Linked DNA regions of Sus scrofa: region 1 is linked to region 2. The links are chromatin contacts, called in public HiChIP or PLAC-seq maps. All regions are on one chromosome and are shown on one strand. The core of a region is the stretch at or near the end of the contact, and the rest is flanking DNA. Distances in the headings are between cores, read along the strand shown. Region 1 overlaps LOC106507999 (a long non-coding RNA gene). Region 2 holds the start of TNIK (TRAF2 and NCK-interacting protein kinase).

Region 1 (2,700 bases), core at 18-2,517, 76 kb after region 2:
CCAAGGTGGAAAAGCAACTTTATAAATACTGCCCAAGGACTGGGAGCTTTGGAGGATTAGGAAGCAGCAAACAACGATAGGGCAGAAGATAGAGAGTTGCCGGTATAGTGCAGTGGATTAATGATCTGGCTTGTCTCTGTGGAGGCGCAGGTTCGATCCCTGGCCCAGTGCAGTGCGTTAAGGATCTGGCATTGCTGCAGCTGTGGTGTAGGTCCCAGAAAGGGATTTGATCACTGGCCTGGGAACTTCAATATGCCCTGGTGCAGCCAAAAAAGAAAAAAAGAGAGAGAGAGAATGAAAAAAGACTTAGTTCTAGAAGGGGAAGGAATAGCAAGATGGGTAGGAGAGAGGGAAGGAGGTTTGATTAGGGAGGTAAAGAAAACTGAGTTCAAGGATGGCAGTGTAAAAAGAAAAAGTTAACATATAGAGACTTCGATGGAAAGGGTTCTCAACTTTGGTACTATTGGCATTTGGGCCAGATGATTCTTCGTGGTGTGCTATCCTGTGCATTGTAGGATGGTTAGCAGCATCTCTGGCCTCTACCCCCCAACATCCAGTAGCAACTGGGGCCCCCAGTTGTGAGACAACCCAAAATGTCCCCAGACATAGCCAAAAGTCCCCTGGGGCAAAATCACACCAAGCTGAGAAGCATGGCTGTGTGTTATTGTTCTCTGATGCCACTACTGGAGAAACACCTCCCCCATTTCTTATTTTACTGGAAAGGAATCTAAAACATCTCCTGAAAGAGGGAATTGGAAGCAAAACATTCACATGCAGTTTATAGAATGTCCCCAAACAGAAAGGCAAGGAGAGAAAATCATTAAATAAAGCCCATTTTTCTGACAAATAAAATGAGACCGGAAATATAGAATTTGCTTTAGGCACTGGGATGAGTCAGAGAGAAACCAGTAAGAGAAACATGAACTTAGCTTCTGACCTTTAGAAAAGAAGAACAATTTCATCACTAACCCTTCCCCAATTTAATCCTGGATCTTTGTGAGAACAAGGAAGAAAATCTCCACTAGGAAATCTGCTGTGGAAGCTAATGAAATGTCAGGAATTGGAAGTAACAGGCAGAAATTTTTCCTTTCTGTTCTGAAGGACAAAAGCAAAGGGTGGAAAGAGTTAGAGTCTCTGATTCAAAAAAAATAAATAAAAAAAATTAGCCATTGTTAACCAAGCATTATAAAGTGCCTTATATACACACTCTTTCCCTAGAGCCCACATCAGCCCTTGAGTCAGGTCCTATTTTTATCACTTGACAGATGAGAAGCTAAGGGTCAGAAGTTAGGTAACTTGCCCAAGGTCAGTTAGCCAGGTGATGAGATTAAGATTTCAAACCAGGCTTGTCTGATTACCAAGGCAGGGCAGTAAACTGTCAGCACCCCTCCCCTGCCATCAACAGCCTACTCCTATAAGATTGCTACTCAGTCCCACTTCAGGGTGTTTTCTTAAAAAGAAAAAACCATAGTTCACCTCACCATGATCATGGGCAAGAGTACTGGGCACTTCACTGGGCACTTCCTGTAACAAGAGTCTAACCTGGAGGCTCTTTCCCAGGAGTTCACCTGCATCTGAACTGTGTGGGAAGAGCAACAGAATATGTCTCACTAGGTGCTATCAGAGTCCGGTCCCCAGCTGGTACCCATTCTAGTCCTCTGGCTGCCTTTCACAAAACACAAAGCTATCTCCCCAGCTCCAGCCCCGAAGAGCCACAGCTGCCCTGGCCCAGCTGGCCTGCTCTCCTCCTGGCACAAAATGCAGTGATTCCTTCTTTCACAAACACAATTAGAGCATTTCTGTCAGACTTTTTAAAAGACTTTTTTTTTTTTGATGTAAAAAGAATGAAATAATGCCATTTGCAGCAACATGGATGGACCTAGAGATCATCACGCTAAGTGAAATTAAGTCAGACAAGACAAATATGATATGATATCACTTATCTGTAGAATCTTAAAAAAATGATACAAATGAACTTATTTACAAAACAGAAATAGACTCACAGACATAGAAAACAAACTTATGGTTAGGAAAAGGGAAAAGGGGAGGGATAAATTAGGAGTTTGGGATTAGCAGATACATACTACTGTTATATAAATTAGATAAATGTCAAGGACTTACTGTATAGCACAGGGAACTATATTCAATATCTTCTAATAACCTATGATGGAAAGGAATTTGAAAAAGAATAGATATATATGTATAACTCAATCATTTTGCTATATACCTGAAACTAACACAACATTGTAAATCAATGATACTTCAATTAAAAACAAGACTGTATTTTAGATAAGTTTTAGATTCACAGCAAACTTTAGGTGAAGGTACAAAGATTTTCCATAAACCCTCTGCCCCCACATGTTATCAACACTTCCACAAGAGAAGTGCATTGGCTATAATTTATGAACCTACATTGACATGATATAATCACCCAATGTCTGTAGTTCAAATTAGAATTTATTTTTGGGGTTGACTTTTTAATTTCTTAAGAACTTTTGGAATTGTGTTTGGGATTTTTAAAAAGAGCTACTATGGTGTTGTATTTTAAAAGCAATTTTGTTTCCACTGAGGGAGGGCTTCAGGAGGCAAGAGCTGGTTTTCAAACCTTTCCCTTCAAGCAGAAATATTCTGTGAGTTCTTGGGGTATGCAGTACAGATATCACATGCCTTCCGTGCATGGTTCCCAGGATGACAAATAGA
Region 2 (2,700 bases), core at 123-2,622:
ACGGCGTCTGAGGCAATTCACGTGAGGATAAATGCAAACCAGGGGAGCTGGGGGGAGACAGGTGCTTTACAAAGGACTGGCCACAGACACGGAGAAAACACACACACACACACTCTCTCTCCCTCTCTCTCCTAGGAGTTCCGGTCTGATGGGGGCAAAGCAGAGAACACATCCCTTTCACCTGCTTAAGTTCAGCCATAAAACTGAAATGTCATAGCCACAAAGTCAGAAGGCATAGGCAGGGCTGAGTTAAAACCATAAATAAAGGTGAGTGGCAGACCGGCATTTAGGATAGCGCTGAGAGGGAGTCTGGGCACCAATGGCAGAAAAGGGGGAAGAGGGGAGGCAGGTGCCATCTACAAAACCAGCATAGCAATAGCTGTCCCCTTGGAGCGGCAGGTTCGGCTTCGTGGGGACAGCCAGGCTCACAATGTCATCTTGGAGGTAGCCGAAAAACGTGAGGGGCCAGTGCCTTTATTCACGCTGTTATTCTTTTTGCAGAAAGAGATAGTGGGATCTAGAGCCTTGGCACTAGACGACCGTCCGGGGCTTGTACACACACACACACACACACACACACACACACACGAGCCTTTCCTTTTAATGCTCTTACACCGGTCTAAGATGAAACTGGCATAATCTCCACGCGTTCTTGGGAGCGCCTTGGCTACCACCGAAGGTGGACACGAACCGTACAGCCCCTGCCGTGGGGGGCTAGCCAGGAACACCTCAGCAGATCCCCGAATCAAAATTAGAACCCAGGTTCCCTCGCGTCGCATTCGCCCGTCTCTGCCCACCAGCCACAGCCCCAGTACACACACGGAGCCCATTCAATTCACCGTGACCCAAAACACTGGAAAGAAATCGGAAAACATGTTCTGCTCACCCTCAAAGCCGAGAGATCGATTTCATCCAGGCTGCGAGCCGGGGAGTCGCTCGCCATGTCGACTTCTTCGCGGGAGAAATGGACCAAAACCACCCCGAAGCTTCTCCCTTAGAAATTCCACCTTGGTCTATTTCACTCGCGTCCTCATGCGGGTGTGGAGCCAGAGGCCCGGGGCCCAGCCTCCCCCGCCCACCCCGGCCCCACAGCGCCTGAACGCGATCTTCCGCGCGTCGGTCCACTAGTCCGGGAGCCCAACCTGCACGGATCTCCAAGCCCGGAGCCGCGGTGCGTGTGGGCTGCGCGCCCTGATCGGCTAAGGGCGCTGGGGCTGCGTGGGTGTATTTAAATGGGACATGCTTCTTTGCTTGTGCGTGGATGGCGGCTGCATTGGCTGTTATAATGAGACACATCAACTCCTCCACTCAGCTGGGGTGGGGGGGGGCGTGGAGAACCACACAGAACTGTCTATCACCGCTTCCTGGGAGGAGTAAAGGAGGAGGTGGGGGTGGGGGAGGTGGAGGAGGCGTGGTCTCCGACTCGGGAGAGGCCGCGCTTCCTGACCCGGTCCCTCTGCACCAACGTGGGTGGGGGAGGGGCACTCACCCTTTCAGCCCAGGCATTTGCAGGCTAATCGGGCTGGTTCTGAAAAGCTGTTCCTGAACCATGCCTCGCTTATCGTAGGGACAAGGGGGCTTTATTTTCGTGTGTCCAGTTCGTGCGCTGCAGCAAAATGGCCCTTCAGTCTCATTTTGAGGGGTTCTCGGCAGGGTTCAATTGCTTTAGCGCTGAAAAAAAAAAATCCAGAAGGGAAAAAAGAAAAGAGCGATGCCCTCCCTCCCCCATTAATTATTTGTGGGGTTGGAGTAGCGCGGGCTGGTGCAACCGGTGCATATAAGGACTTGTGTGGAGGGAAGAGGATCCGCCTCCAGCCGCGGAACAAATCGGGGAGACGCGCACTCTCGCAGGGCGCCCAGCCCCGGGCTTCTCCAAATTGCAACTGCCGCTGGGTCGAGACCGCCAGGGCCCCCGGGATCCCGGAGGGCAGTTATCGAGGGCAGGTCACTCGCCGCCTCAGGGTTAGGAAGGTTTGCCAGAAGCGGGAAAGCTAGCAGATCTGAGCTTCCTTTGGGCCTCGCCACACCCAGAACCTACCCATGCCGCAATTCCCGCACGGAAACGACCGAATTGAAACGAGAATTTTTCTCCGGGTGCAGTGACTTGACTGCTTCAGGTAACTCCGAAGCCAACACTGGCTAAGGCAGCACGCGCCGCCTTAGCACCCAGCATTTTCCTTTCAGGAGGCTTTTCCGCTGCTGACCTACCCAGACTGATAGAGAAAGTTTGGCTGTCGGCTAAGATGTAACACAGAAGACCTACGGCTGAGAGCGATTCCCCTCCACCCTCTTTCTCCTCTAAAGGCTGAACGTTTACAGTGGTAAACATGATATTCTGTAATCTGGAGTGTGAAGTCATTTCCCCCAGTCCCCTCGCACAGCCCTTCCTCTCTGGCCTTGTCCACGCGAAATCCATAGGATGAAATGCTAAAATTGAACTTTTCCCCCAATACAGCGGTAGCTTTGAAAGCATTTTCTCCACCTCCTTTAAGAAGAGAATTTTCTTCTAGCCAAATGCCCTGAGGGTTTTTAAATCGAGTAGTGTGAATATCAGCTTCAGAATAAGCTTTTAGATGAATGAATGGGAGCCAATGCAGTTAGTTCATCAAGACTGCAGATATCAGATTTTCAAACGTTCGGTATGCGCTCTGCTGTTTTTGTTAATAATCTTGTGTTTATTAATATGCATTGTGCATATGA

The links. HiChIP or PLAC-seq counts read pairs in DNA pulled down with a chosen protein or histone mark.
Region 1: an H3K27ac HiChIP or PLAC-seq map of alveolar macrophages shows a contact between it and region 2. The contact joins the enhancer-like site here to the promoter of TNIK in region 2. A contact is called at or near these places in 7 of 47 Hi-C or Micro-C datasets (alveolar macrophages, embryonic fibroblasts, fetal heart ventricle and 2 more) and 2 of 2 datasets of contacts at active chromatin or transcription factors (alveolar macrophages and skeletal muscle).

What each region holds. Positions count from the first base shown.
Region 1 is chr13:110,127,289-110,129,988 of Sscrofa11.1, forward strand. The region is part of intron 5 of LOC106507999 (a long non-coding RNA gene); the gene reads left to right. Among named protein-coding and RNA genes, the nearest start is that of TNIK, 76 kb to the left of the region's middle. Within about 2 kb of position 1,268, at least 10 of the 83 cell types and tissues checked have an H3K27ac peak or open chromatin away from gene starts, as enhancers often do. A contact at or near this core is called in alveolar macrophages and skeletal muscle, where this site is marked.
Region 2 is chr13:110,050,973-110,053,672 of Sscrofa11.1, forward strand. TNIK (TRAF2 and NCK-interacting protein kinase) reads right to left here and starts at 1,373. Exons shown (of 30, transcript XM_021071173.1): 1 at 887-1,373. The coding sequence starts at 943. It overlaps LOC106507999 (a long non-coding RNA gene), which reads left to right and starts at 1,504. Exons shown (of 6, transcript XR_002338109.1): 1 at 1,504-2,117.